2 separate regions of the Sus scrofa genome follow, and region 2 is linked to region 1. The links are chromatin contacts, called in public promoter capture Hi-C maps. All regions are on one chromosome and are shown on one strand. The core of a region is the stretch at or near the end of the contact, and the rest is flanking DNA. Distances in the headings are between cores, read along the strand shown. Region 1 holds the start of GARS (glycine--tRNA ligase). Region 2 holds the start of ZNRF2 (E3 ubiquitin-protein ligase ZNRF2).

Evidence for each region. Promoter capture Hi-C pulls out the DNA fragments that hold promoters and counts their contacts.
Region 2: a contact with region 1 is called in a promoter capture Hi-C map of liver, with 4 times the contacts expected there. The contact joins the promoter of ZNRF2 here to the promoter of GARS in region 1. A contact is called at or near these places in 2 of 5 promoter capture datasets (fetal liver and liver), 4 of 47 Hi-C or Micro-C datasets (embryonic fibroblasts, epiblast stem cells, fetal skeletal muscle and 1 more) and 2 of 2 datasets of contacts at active chromatin or transcription factors (alveolar macrophages and skeletal muscle).

The regions. Positions count from the first base shown.
Region 1 is chr18:42,348,753-42,355,148 of Sscrofa11.1, forward strand. It overlaps GARS (glycine--tRNA ligase), which reads right to left and starts at 3,449. Exons shown (of 17, transcript XM_003134806.6): 1 at 3,060-3,449. The coding sequence starts at 3,290.
Region 2 is chr18:42,648,781-42,655,176 of Sscrofa11.1, forward strand. ZNRF2 (E3 ubiquitin-protein ligase ZNRF2) reads right to left here and starts at 3,134. Exons shown (of 6, transcript XR_002340314.1): 1 at 2,562-3,134.

The sequences.
Region 1 (6,396 bases), core at 2,199-4,698:
CTGGGTCACTATGCTGTACAGTAGAAAAAATAATTGTATTGGGGAAATAACAATTAAAAAAATAAGTGCTTTTCCTGAGACAATCATCACATTTGGGCATCCTTCAGCCATACTTCCCATGCAGTCACACAGAATATTAAAAAGATTGCCCACAGAGGTCTGAATGTAATAAAATTAATCATTTTTACTGCTTTGTTACAGACACTTTAAGGCAAAACTGACTTTTTTTTTTTTTTTTTTTAACTGAGAGAGTGTGGCAGAGAATATGACCCAGTTTGGTTTAGTGTCCCTTACTTGAAGGGCTAGCAGTTTTATTCACCAAGCTTTGCACCATCAGTGCAAATGTCAACACAGTGAAAAATGCATATAATATTTTCATTTTATTGTGCAAACGGTTTTAACCTTGAAGACCTCCAAGGGTTTGCAGACCATACTTTTAGCACCATTGCCCTAGAGCAATAGGTTTCAAACAAGAAACTCCAGGGCAAAGTTTTCATCAATATGTGCTAAACTGGGGGCATGGGGGGGTGAGCGAAGACAATATATTAGACCTTTTTGCAAAGTTAAACGTACTAAATATAAAAGACTGTTCTTTAGTCTGAGTTATGGTCTGCCTTTTTTTGGTATGAAATGAAAGGAGAAATCAGATAGTAGTTTGTTGATTGCAATTTTCTAAACACCCTTATTTGGCAAAATAAAGTCTGGCCGCCCTAAGCTAATTCCCCTTTTTTTCTAGGGCCACACTCGCAGCATATGGAAGTTCCCAAGCTAGGGGCTGAATCAGAGCTACCAGCTGCTGGCCTACACCACAGCTACAGCAATTCGGGATCCAAGTCATATCTTCAACCTATACCACAGCTTACCGCAACGCCAGATCCTTAACCCAATGAGTGAGGCCAGGGATTGAACCTGCATCCTCATGGATGCTAGTAGGATTCATTTCCAATGCACCAGGAAGGGAACTCCCCCCAACTGCTTTTTTTTTTTTTTTAACTCAGTTGCCCCCTAGTGTGCCCTTCATCAAACAACTAACAGTTTTCTAGATGCTGTAAGGCCCTCCTAACAAACCGCATAACCAAATTCTCCAGGAAATAACTAAGAATATGCCATGGGAAAATACACTTCAGTCAATCAACAAATCAAATCTTGAAAAAACAGCAGCAGAGCAGATTGGCAAATTTACATTAAATATATATTTATATGAAACACATGCCACTAACAAGACCAGTTGTTAACCACCTTAAAAATCCCACTCCAAGGATGTTTTCCACTTTACAGACTTCACAGTGGAATTATGCAAAATGGGTAGAGATGACAGTGCAGCTCACGAACCCATAAGCCAAAAGGGGGGGGGGGTAACTAGATGATCTCTAAACTCCCTTCCAGCTGACCCTGAAATCAGTGTCATTCAAAATTCTATTAACTGATATATGTGTGGTCCTGGAAAATTAGGAAAAAAAAAAAAAAAACCCACTAACTCACATATTCAGAAAATACCTTAAGTACAAAAAAACTAACAATCAAGCCAACAGAAACAATAGGCAAGACAGTAATAGCATTGGAAAGTTGTTCCATCATCAAAGTTTACTTCAGTTAACTAGTTCCACAATCTTACTATAGATGGGTAACTTGCACTGCAGTTCCAGGCTAACGTGGCAGAGGGAGGGGTTTGAGTACGTGTTTTTCCAAATTAGATGTATTCTCCCATCTAAAGTGAGGGATATGGGGGAGAAAAAGGTTGAGAGTTACAGAAAAGACAAAGGAACCACACCTAATTTTATTTGGGGAGGGTGGGTGGATGGAGACAGAGAATAAGCACTCATAGCGCTCTGATAACGAAGAATAAAGAAAAAATTAAGCCCCTAGTGAAATCTCAAAATAAAACTCTATTGAATCAGTCAGGCTCAAACTTGAGAGAAGTAGATAAAGTGGCAGAATTCGCCGAATTTGCGGCAGCTCTGCCCCAATGAATTATTTCGGAGAAGGTTCCTCCCTCCGTAGCTAAGGCAAGTTATTGCATCAGGCACCCGTGCAGGAGAAACCCGTTTGGCGTTTGCTACTAGTCATCGGATCCTCAGGGTCCTAATCTGAGCTTTTGGTTCTACCTGAATGGATATGAGAATCCCTTTGAAATAACCTTTCTCTGTCTTCTCTAAATTCTGATATCCATGCAGTGCCCTAGGAAAAGGAGGCCTGCATTAATCACAAGCCCTCCAGCCTATGAAACCTTCCTCCCTTCCTCCAAATTTCAAAATGTTCCATACGATGGATGGCTGACTTCACCGAGTAACTCAAGAACATTTACAGCTTCCCACGTTTACGATCTGAAAGCTCACCCACTCCAAATGACCCTTTCGGGACTCAGAAAAGATGAGAGGAGCGAAGAATGATGAACTTAACATTATTAGAAAAGAAAAAAGTTCAACACCTCCTCACATCCACGTTTCAACTATTTTTATGTCTTCAGCGGACCACAAGACTAACTAAGCACTGAATGAAGGAAGACACCAAGAAGAAAACACTATCCAAAGCATCCTGAAGATTAAAAAAGAAAGTCAGGCCGTAAGGAGAGCACCCGCAGCTCCGGCTGGTAATTGACCAGGCAAGAACTAGGCATCTCGCCATCCAGGGAGCACAAACATAGGAGGGACTGGAAAAGTGAAGTGGAGCTTATTGAGCCAGGGCAGGAGAAGAACCAAGGGGATCACAGATCCCAGTCTCACCGGAGAGGGAAGAAAGACCGGCAGGAACAAGGAAGAGAAAAGGAGAACAGATTGTGAGAGGAGGAACGCAGGAAGTCGAAGGGATCCGATGGAGACACCAAGGAGAGAGAAGGACAAGGGTCCACGGAAGGGAAGGTGGCCGACGCACGCGGGGACCCGGGTCCAAAGTAGGGTAGGCGAGGAAGATGCCAGGAAACCAAGGGCTTCCAGAGAACGAAGGAGAGGTGGAATCTAATCCGCGATGTGGACTGGTGCCCGGGGGAGAGAGAGAGGATGAGCAGGAGGGCACTAAAGGGAGGAGAGCGCGGGCTTAGGAAAGGTGCAGAATGCCGGTACCTGCTGGCGCACCGCTAGCCTGAGAGGTGCCAGCACCTCCTCAGTCCCGACGCCGTCCATGCTGCTCCGGGAGGCGGCGGCGGAGGCGGCGGGGGACGAGATCGGGGCGCGGGCGGGCTTGCTGATGTGCCGGCAGGGCAGGAGCGGCGGCTGGGCTGGGAGCCGGGGCGGTGGCGACAGCAGCAGCGCGGCGCGGGCGGCTCTTAGCAGCGCCGGGCGCAGAGAGGGCATGAGCCGGCAGCCCTGGGAGGTCTGGAGGGGGCGGCGGCGGAAGCGGTGCGCGCGGCCCGGCCCGGAGCATGATGAAATCGCCAAGTAAACGCCGCGGCGCGCGCGCAGCCGCACATTCCTCACCCCGCGACGCGGCGCTGGGTCGCCACCGGCTGATTCGACACAAAACCCGGAAGAACCCAGAATCCTTCAGAGCCCCGAGAGCGCTTGTTCCACCTCGGGCGCTGTGGCGGGAGACCGGGTTCCAGGTATACCCTCGGCGAAGAGATTTGCACAGTGTGTTGGTGGTATTTAGGGACGCAGCTCCCTCTGAAACTTGCAGACTGAAACTCGTGAGGAGCTTCGGAGCAAAGGCTTGTGTACGGGCACTGACACTCGGGCCGACCCGCGGGAGGACCCACTTAGTTTCTGTTCTTTTGCCCCCTGGTTTTTTGTGGGGTTTGTTGTTATTTTGTTGCAGCCTCGGCGTGTGGAAGTTGTTCCGGGCTAGGGATGAAACCCAAACCATAACTGCAGCGACCCAAGCCGCTGCCCACTCCCCGCCCCTTGGTTCTTAAAGGGTCATTAAACGATGAAATCAGATAAGGACTTAGACTGAGTGTTGCTCGAAGCTCGGGTGATCCTCAGGAAAGGAAGCAAGAGAAGTTAACGATTCGCCCACCTTCACCCATCCACGCCTTGCCAATGTCAAGACAAAACCTGGGGAAAGGGAAAGGAAGAATGACGGGCTTTTTGGAGATGTTGCTGACCAGCCTTTGCAGGGCGAATAGGATTTGAATCAGAAGAGATGAGGGCGGGCAAGAGACAAAGAGATGAGAAAAGGGTGGCAAACGATAATGTGCAGGGGAGTGGAGATGAGCATCCAGGTGCCTGGGGTTCCCTCTCCCTGGCCTTGCCTCGGCGGACCTGCCTCTTCTAGTTATGCCCCAGCTGATGGACGCTCCAGAGATGGCTTCCTCCCTCCCTCCTGCTCCAAGGGCAGGTTGACTGAAAAAACTGAATTCGCTTTCCACAGAGGGAATAGAAAAATAAGTCTGTGTGAACTGCAGAAATAGCAATGCACACACCCACCAGAATGCCTAAAATGAAAATGAGGGGAAATGCCAGGTGATGCTCTGGGACTCTCCCACGTGGCTTAAAGGATTGTGGGTTGGTGCAGCCACTTTCAGACAGTATCTCCTCAGACCAAGCATACACACCTTACCCGTGACCAACTGTTCTTCCCCAGGAGTGTACAGGAGTAGTCAGGCTCAGCAGAAGGAAGCCGCCTTTCCTAGAATTGTGAAAGTCCGTATTCTCCTCCTGTTCCAGTTTATGGTTCTGGAGAAGTACGCACAATTTAGCATAAGCAGAGCAGGTACAGAGGGATCTTCTGCAATATTAAACAATTTGCATTTTTTAAACTTTAATTTCAAGATTTGATATTTGTTAATCATAATTTTTATTTGCCTTTAAAGGTAATTGTTTTTAAAAGTATTGAAGTATAGCTGATATACAATATTATATGTTACCGGTATTCAAGATAGTCACCATTTTTGGAGGTTATGCTCCATTTATAGTTATAAAATACCAGCTATATTCCCTGTGTTGTACAGTATATCCCTGTAGCTTATTCTGTATGTAATAGTTGGTACCTCTTAATTCCCCTCCCTCTTCCCTCTCCCCTTGGTAACCTCGGGTTTGTTCTTTATATTTGTGAGTCTGTTTCTTTTTTTGTTATATTCACTAGTTTGCTTTATTTTTGGGGATTCCACATATAAGTGATATCATACAGTATCTGTCATTGTCGACTTATTTCACTTACCACAGTACCCTGTTGCTACAAGTGGCATGCATATTGCTGCAAGTGGCAAATTTTCATTATTTTTTATGGATGAGTTTTGTTCCCGTGTATATACGTTCCATATCTCCTTTATCCATTCATTTGTTGATGGACCCTTAGGTTGGTTTTTTATCTTGGCAATTATAGGTAATGCTGCCATGAACATTGGCGTGCATGTATCTTCTCAAATTAGTGTTTTTGCTTTTTTCAGAGATATACCCAGAAGTGGAATTGCTGGGTCATATTTTTAGTTTTTTGAGAAACCTCCATACTGTTTGCCACAGTGGAGGCACCAGTTTACATTCCCACCAGCAGTGTAAGAGGGTTCCATTTTCTCCACATCCTTGCCAACATTTGTTATTTGTATTCTTCTTGATGATAGCCATGCTGACAGGTGTGAGGTGATATTAGCAGTGTTAAGCATCTTTTCATGTGCCTGTTGGTTATCTGCATTTCCTCTTTGGAAAAATGCCTGTTCAGTTCTCGTGCCCATTTTTTTATTGAGTTGTTTGGTTTTGTGATGTTGACTTGTATGAGCTGTTTATATATGTTGGATATTAACCTCTTATCAGTCATATCATTTGCAAATATTTTCTCCCATTCAGTAGTTTTTGTTTTGTCAGTAGTTTCCTTTGTTGTGCAAAAGCTTTTCATTTTAATTGGGTCCCATGTGTTCATTTTTTGCTTTTATTTCCTTTGCTTTAGGAGACAGATCCCAAAAAATATTGCCCCTAAGTATGTCAGAGACTGTTCTGCTTATGTTTTCCTCTAAGAGTTTTATGGTTTCTGGTCTTACATTTTATACGTTTTGATTTTATTTTTGTATGTCATGTGAGGGAGTGTCCTAGTTTCATTTTTTTTAAATGCAATTATCCACTTTTCCCAGAAACACCTATTGAAGAGACTTTCTTTTCTCCATTGTATATTCTTGTCTCCTTTGTCATAGATTGATTGACCATGGATTTATTTCTGGGCTCTCTGTTCGGTTCCATTGATCTATGTGTCTGTTTTTCTGCCAGCCCCATGCTGTTTTGATCGCTGTAGCTTTATTTTTTTAATTTTATTGACGTATAAGCTGATTGACAATGTCGTGTTAATTTTTACTGTACAGCACAGTGATTCAGTTACATATTCTTTTGTATTATGTTTTATCATAGGATATTGAGAGAAATGTTGTTAATTTCCAAATATTTGGGGCTGTTAAATCTATGCTATTATTTTTATTACTGCTTTCTAGTTTAATTCTCATATTGTCTGGAGCAAACTTTTGAAATGTATTGACCT
Region 2 (6,396 bases), core at 1,884-4,383, 300 kb after region 1:
CGAACATCAATTAAAATAAGTTTTATAAAATTACAGAAAGAACTTTCCACTAAGTCAGAAACATTCCTTTTCTCAATTTTCAGATGGACTTAACTTTACATATGTCCAACATTTGTACAATTTTTAATTGAATAAACACACTAACACTATGGTATATACCAAAAACTTATGTCAACAGGAAGTATAATAAGGCCTAATTTGTAAAATAATACGATTCATCATCTGCTTCCCTAAATCTCAGGATGATGACAAACATGCTTCTATGTAAGTTTCCCTGATGAGCCCATCCACTGAATTACAGGTAAAAATCTCATTAAAGCAAATGCCGCTAGAATGATGCTTTTTTACCCAAGTGTATTCCATCTCCTTGTTTTAACTAGGATTTAAGGTACTGGCATTTTGATCTGTTCCCATCATATAATAAGAACAGCTAATTTCTCTGATCCTCTTCCAAACTTTCTCAACTGGAGTTCCTCATGTGAACCACTAAACACAGATGATTTGAATGACTATTTTCTCAAATTTCCCAAGAATAATACATAACTAGAGACATTCAACATGCACAGAAGAAAAGAGCTAATTAATTGCATACAATAGAGGCCTTAAGACATGACAGCGCCATTCTCCACAGAGGCCCGGTTAAGAAAGGCTGCCAAAAGTGCTGGGTGTCACTATTCTTCCACTAGGCCCCAGTCATCCTAACCCCAAAAGTTTTAGAAGGATGAAGTGTACACACCTAGGAATTTAGACAGATAAATACTTTACCCCTCCAACTTTCAGCAACTACGTCTTCTTCCTTTACTATCTCACCAGGAATTAAGAGCAGGGGGCAACTAGTTGTTTTAGGAAAATAAACCCACACAGATATACCTTTTGTTAAAAGAAATTATCAGCCCTTTTACAAAGTGAATTAAGACAGTCCATCAGTACACTGAAGAAATGAGAGCTACTAATTTGAAAAAACCTTTTCTTATTCTTCAGCAAGCTTTTAAACATACATAACTGCTAAATACAAATTTTAATCTAAAAAAAGATAGTTAAAAAAAAAAACTTGCTTAGCCTTTATTCTTGCACTAATCTTCCATCCTCAAGAAACCACCTTCTGTTATTCTTCGATGTGGTGACTCCAGTACCTTCAATTGTGTTAATTATGATCCAATCACAGTACAGACAGCACTGGTTCTTTTTCTCAATGAAGGCTTTTTTTTTTTTTTTTTACAGGCCAAACTTCGGAAACGTCAGTATTTTTAGTTACATAGTAAAAGTCACTTTATAACAAGCAACTAAAGTAAGGTAATTAAAGAGTTGTATATTTTGAACATGTAAAGCAGTACTAAAAAGATGGAAAAACTAAATGTCATTCCCATGTTTAATTTATGCTAACGTGAATGTTGATAACACAGAACATTATTGAACATTCCACTCCACCAACTACCTACTCACATTTCTCACATTTATAAACAAGAGTAAAAGAGGCACAAAAATGGTGAAGACGGTATTTTCACGATTCATCTGGGCTCAACTGTGAATGTAAGTAGTATTATTATGATGCATAATGCAATCAATGATACGGAAATGTTTTTCATCTATAGTTCTCATTCCTAACCAGATTTGACTTCTTTTCATGAAACAGGAAGGGAGAGTGTCTTTAATTCATTTAGCATTACCCATACTGACAAAAAGGAGATCACCATAAAACACCACTGAAGAGGTGGAATTCACTTTCCTCAGATCAGGTGCACCCTTCTTCCTGTTTGCTACTGAAATTTCCACTTTGCACAAGTGTCTTTCCCTGAACTTCACTGAACATCGCTTTTCAAAAGCAACTAGGCTTTTACTGCATCTTGTAGGCAGAGTTGTGATAATGACTAGTTTCTCTCCTTAAGAAACTGTTCTCAATTTCTTTTCAGCAGGACGCACACGAACCATTACCCAAGGTAACACTTTACCGGGGTTAAAAATATACTTTTCATTAACACATTCAGCCAATTAAAGTGTACGCAGTAGGTGGGACTATTTACACAGACATAAGAATTATAGTTGTATATTAACAGTCACTCCAAAGGCAGTAACTCCCTTCTTTTTCAAATACTCTTCTGTTCATTTGAGACCCCTTTGGCTTTCGGCCTTTAAAAACTGCTCGCCACTCGAGTCCCCAGTTAGAACTACATTTAGCAACGGGTCTTCTCCTGACTTCCTGCTACTAAAAACCACAAGCACCAGGGCTGTTGCGTCGGTTTGTTTTTAAAACAGCACTCGCTCCCTTCACCTCCGGGGGTAAACAAGGGCTTACTGTACCGGGGAGCCGCGTTGAGGTGAAGGTGCACGCGGTGTTTAAAAACCAAACGCCAGGGTCGCGCGGTAGCGGTGCTGCAGGGGCGAAGGGGCGATCTCCCGCCCCCCACCCCCGCTCCCAGGAGGGGTGACCAGACCCGGCCGGGCCGCGAGGCGATCCGCCTGCGCTCAGGCTGGAGGAGGGAAGGAGAAGGGTAAAAATAAGCGCAGCCGCGGCCCACGTGCCGCCTGCGGGAGCCGGGAGCCAAGGAGGGAAGGGGCCGTACCTCCAAACATGTGCGGCGAGAGGTGAGCTGGTAAAGAGCCGATCACCAGGCGCGGCCCGCCGGGGCCCCCGCCCGCCGGCCGGTCCCTGCCGCCGCCGCTGCCGCCGCCGCCGCCGTCCTCCGGGCTGCTGTGAACCGAGTCCTGCGAGCCGTACGGGCCGCTGCTGCTATTGGGGATGCTGAAGGTGGACTGCGCCGCGCGGGCCCCCGACGCCACGGTTCCCACCGCCCCGCCGAGGGAGCGGCTGCGCGGGGCCGCCGAGGCCGCCGCGGCGCCGCCGGAGGCGCTAGGCTGGTGCGCGCCGGGCACCTGAGCCGGCAATCTCCCGGCGGCCGCGGCCCGCGCCCCGCTGCCTGCGGTCCCGTTGGCCCCTCCGCTGCTGCTGCTGCTGGAAGGTAAATCCGAGCCCGAGTACGCACGGGTGCGGCCGTTAGCAGCGGCCGGGCCGCTCTGCTTGGCTCCCATGTCCGCCCTGCCCCGGGCCGGGCCCGCGCGCGGCGCCCGGAGCGCCGGGAGGGCGGGAGCGAGCGCGGGAGCGAAAGGGGAGGGCCGAGGCGCCGGGGCCGGCGCAGAGAGAAGTCCGCACGTCCAGGGCCGCCGCCCCGCGCCCCGAGGGGCGGTCGCGCCCGGCGCGCTCTCCTCGGGGGCGGCGAGCAAGACTGGCTGCTTGACGGGGGGCGCGGGAGACGAGAAGAGGCGGAGATGAAGCAGGTCTCGGCTCCCGCGGGCGCCGCTCCCGGGCTGCTGGCGGGAGCGGCGGCTCAGGTGGCTGCGCGGCTGCAGCTGGTTTCGGTTCTGGGGCGCCGAGACGAGCCGCTGCCGCTCTCTGCTGCCTCCGCGCTCTGCGCCCGGGGCCTCGGCACCGCCTCCTCCCGGGCGGCCGCCGCTATCGCCGCCATCCTCCTGTTCCCACGGCGGCTCGCGGCTGAGTGGGAGGCGCCCGCCCAGACTCCGCTGGGGCCACCTTCCCTCCTCCCCCAGCCACCCAGCTGTTACTAACCGAGAAGGAGGAAAAACGGGTGGCGCGTGAGGACAGGACGCAGAAGGGGAGGGGGGCGGCGCGCGCCTCCCGGCAACCGTCACCGCGCTCCCCCTAGAAGGAGGGGCGGGAGGGGAGGGTCTGGGCCTCGAAGGTTGCGGTGCCCAGGAGGGTAGAGGAGGCGGTTCTCCGGCCCTCGCACCGGAAGGCGAAGGCGCAGCACGGCTCCACGGTGCGCCGGGACCCGTGTATTTGGGTCGTACGCGGTGACCCCGCCCCCGCCCCCTGGTGCCGCCTGTCGGATTGGCTCCCGCCAGCCGGACCCCGCCCCCGCCGGCCGCGGCCTTCCCGCTCGGGCCCCATCTCGCCTAGGTGCCTTGGTGTGGTAGGTGCTGCCACAGCGGATTCGGTGATAGACAGGTTTCTGGCCCCGCCCTCCCGCACAGGGCGCGCCCCCTCCTTCACCGAAGGGCCTGCTCTGATTGGCGGCAAGGTGCCAGCTGGAGGGCGGTGCCTCCTCCCGCACGTGGACCTCGGACGCTGGACCGGACTTTGTGTCTACTTCACCTTTGTCCAACTGGGACTGGGAATCCTCTGTCTTGAAAAGCCGTTCAGTTTGGGTGGGTGTTAGGCTCTTCCTTGGTGTTGCTCTGAGTGTGCCTTTTAAATAGAAGTTCACCAATGCTTGTGGTAAAAGACTGAAAACAGCGAAAACAAAACAAAGAACCGTGGAGGCAGAAGCCAACTTGATCTGAATAAGATCTGTCCCGTTAAACACTCCCAGTGTGGAGAAGGCACGGAGTTGGAAGAATTAAGGATAATCCAGCCTGATCTTCACTGGTAGGGCAAAAACAGTGGCGCAGAGAAAGCTGCACGCGATTCAGGATACCTCAGATCTGGGTATAGGAACAAAACTCCATTACATGTAATAAATTATTTTACCTTTTTGAACCTTAGTTCCCTTACGTGAGATGTTTGTATCAAATCCCTAGGGCATCTGCAGCGTTAAAATCCTAATGTTTCTCTAAAGTGGCAGTAAAATTCTCCCTCTGTTCCTCAATGTGATGTGGTATTGGGGTGGCAAAGCATGGTCTGTAGACAGCCAGTGGACAGCCTGCTCTGACCCACCCACTTTTAAAATGTCTGAGGTGTCCTCTATGTGAAAATAATAGCAACTGGTATTTTTTCACAAACTGCAGAAATAAATACTTTGTCTTTTTTCTGTATTTATAATGAGTCATTTATGTAATGATTTTTATCATTCTTCGAAGTATGAGAATCAAGTTTCTACACAAGTGAAGAATATATAGGTATCTATGTATTGTGTGTGTTATGCAAAGCTACTCAATTCAAATCTAAAATTCTTCCATCTTGTGTATGATCTGAAGTGTGCATTGAACGGCCAGTGTGGCTACCAGAATAACAAGCTTAATTTTTTTTTTTTGGTGGTGCCCATGGCATGCACAAGTTCCTGGGCCAGGGATCGAACCTACACCACAGGGGAACCCACAAGTTCTAAGATAAGACGGTATTTGGTGATTTGATCTGATTTAACTTTTATTGAATAGGCCTTTAGTATAAAACTCTGGCTCAGCAGGAATTTGTTATCAATACGGTAAGAACTTACTGTTAATACAGAAAAGTAACAAACTTATGACTTTTAAAAAGGAGTAAAAGGCTTTTGCAAGTTTCTGAGGAGCTAACAACCGATAAAGACTTTCACATTCACCAATATACATTTTATCATGTATAAAATTTTATATATCATTATACATTATGCATTTTGAAAGGTTTATGGTTATCTCTATAATATGGAGCAAAGCCATTAAATGGGAAGATTTAACTCTCTGACTCTGACTTGTATCCAGATTTAATTATATTTTGCTTTACATCCAAACGTATTTTTAAATCGCTTCTTTTTTTAAGGCTGCACCTGTGGCATAGGGAAGTTGTCAGGCTAGGGATCAAACAGCCACAGCAATACCGGATCTGAGCTGCATCTGCGACTGCAGCTTGTGGCAACGCTGGATCCTTAACCTGCTGAGCAAGGCCAGGGATAGAACCCACATCCTCATGGACCCAATGTCAGGTTCTTAACCCACTGAGCGACAGTGAGAATTCTTTAAATCATTTTTATCCAGACATTAATTACATTTTAAAAGCATTCAACTTTTATTCCCACTCAGGAAAAAAAAAATTCCCTTATAGTGTCAGGTTTACAATATTCACACCTGTGGAAAGCAACATAATGCCTTTTCTATCAAAGGAAATCTTGGTTACTCCATTTTGTTCCAGTTTGGGCTGAAACGCCTTTCTACCCACCGCCCCCCCTTCCCTCTTCTCCCAGGAACAATTTGTTTCAAATTAGCCAACCGGGAAGGATGCGCGCCCTGACCTGACCAATGGGAAGGGGACAGGTAAAACACCTGCGTTAGAGATAAATAGGGGCGGGTTCTTTGTTCGGATCACGCTTTTTGGAGCACCCACGCCCTTCTGCAGAAGTAAAGAGCCTTGTCGGGATCGCCCTGTGTTCATGTGTCTCATTTTTCGACACTGACAATCCGAGCCATGTCCTCAACACACCTCACACCACGGTTGGAATTTTACATTTGTTTGATTATTTATGTCCATTTCTCACAAGACTATAAGTTCCCTGGAGGCATGGAAAACGTTTTTTGCTCAATGTTGCGATGCTTGGCACTCAGTAGCCTCTAGGTAAGTATTTGTTGAATAAATACTGAACATTGGACATAAGTGGATAAAAATCAGAGTTGTAATGATCATTCATTCAGCTCATAAATATGTGTTTTGTGTTGTTCAGTGCCAGGCCCAGCATCTTAGGCAGGCAGGCTGAG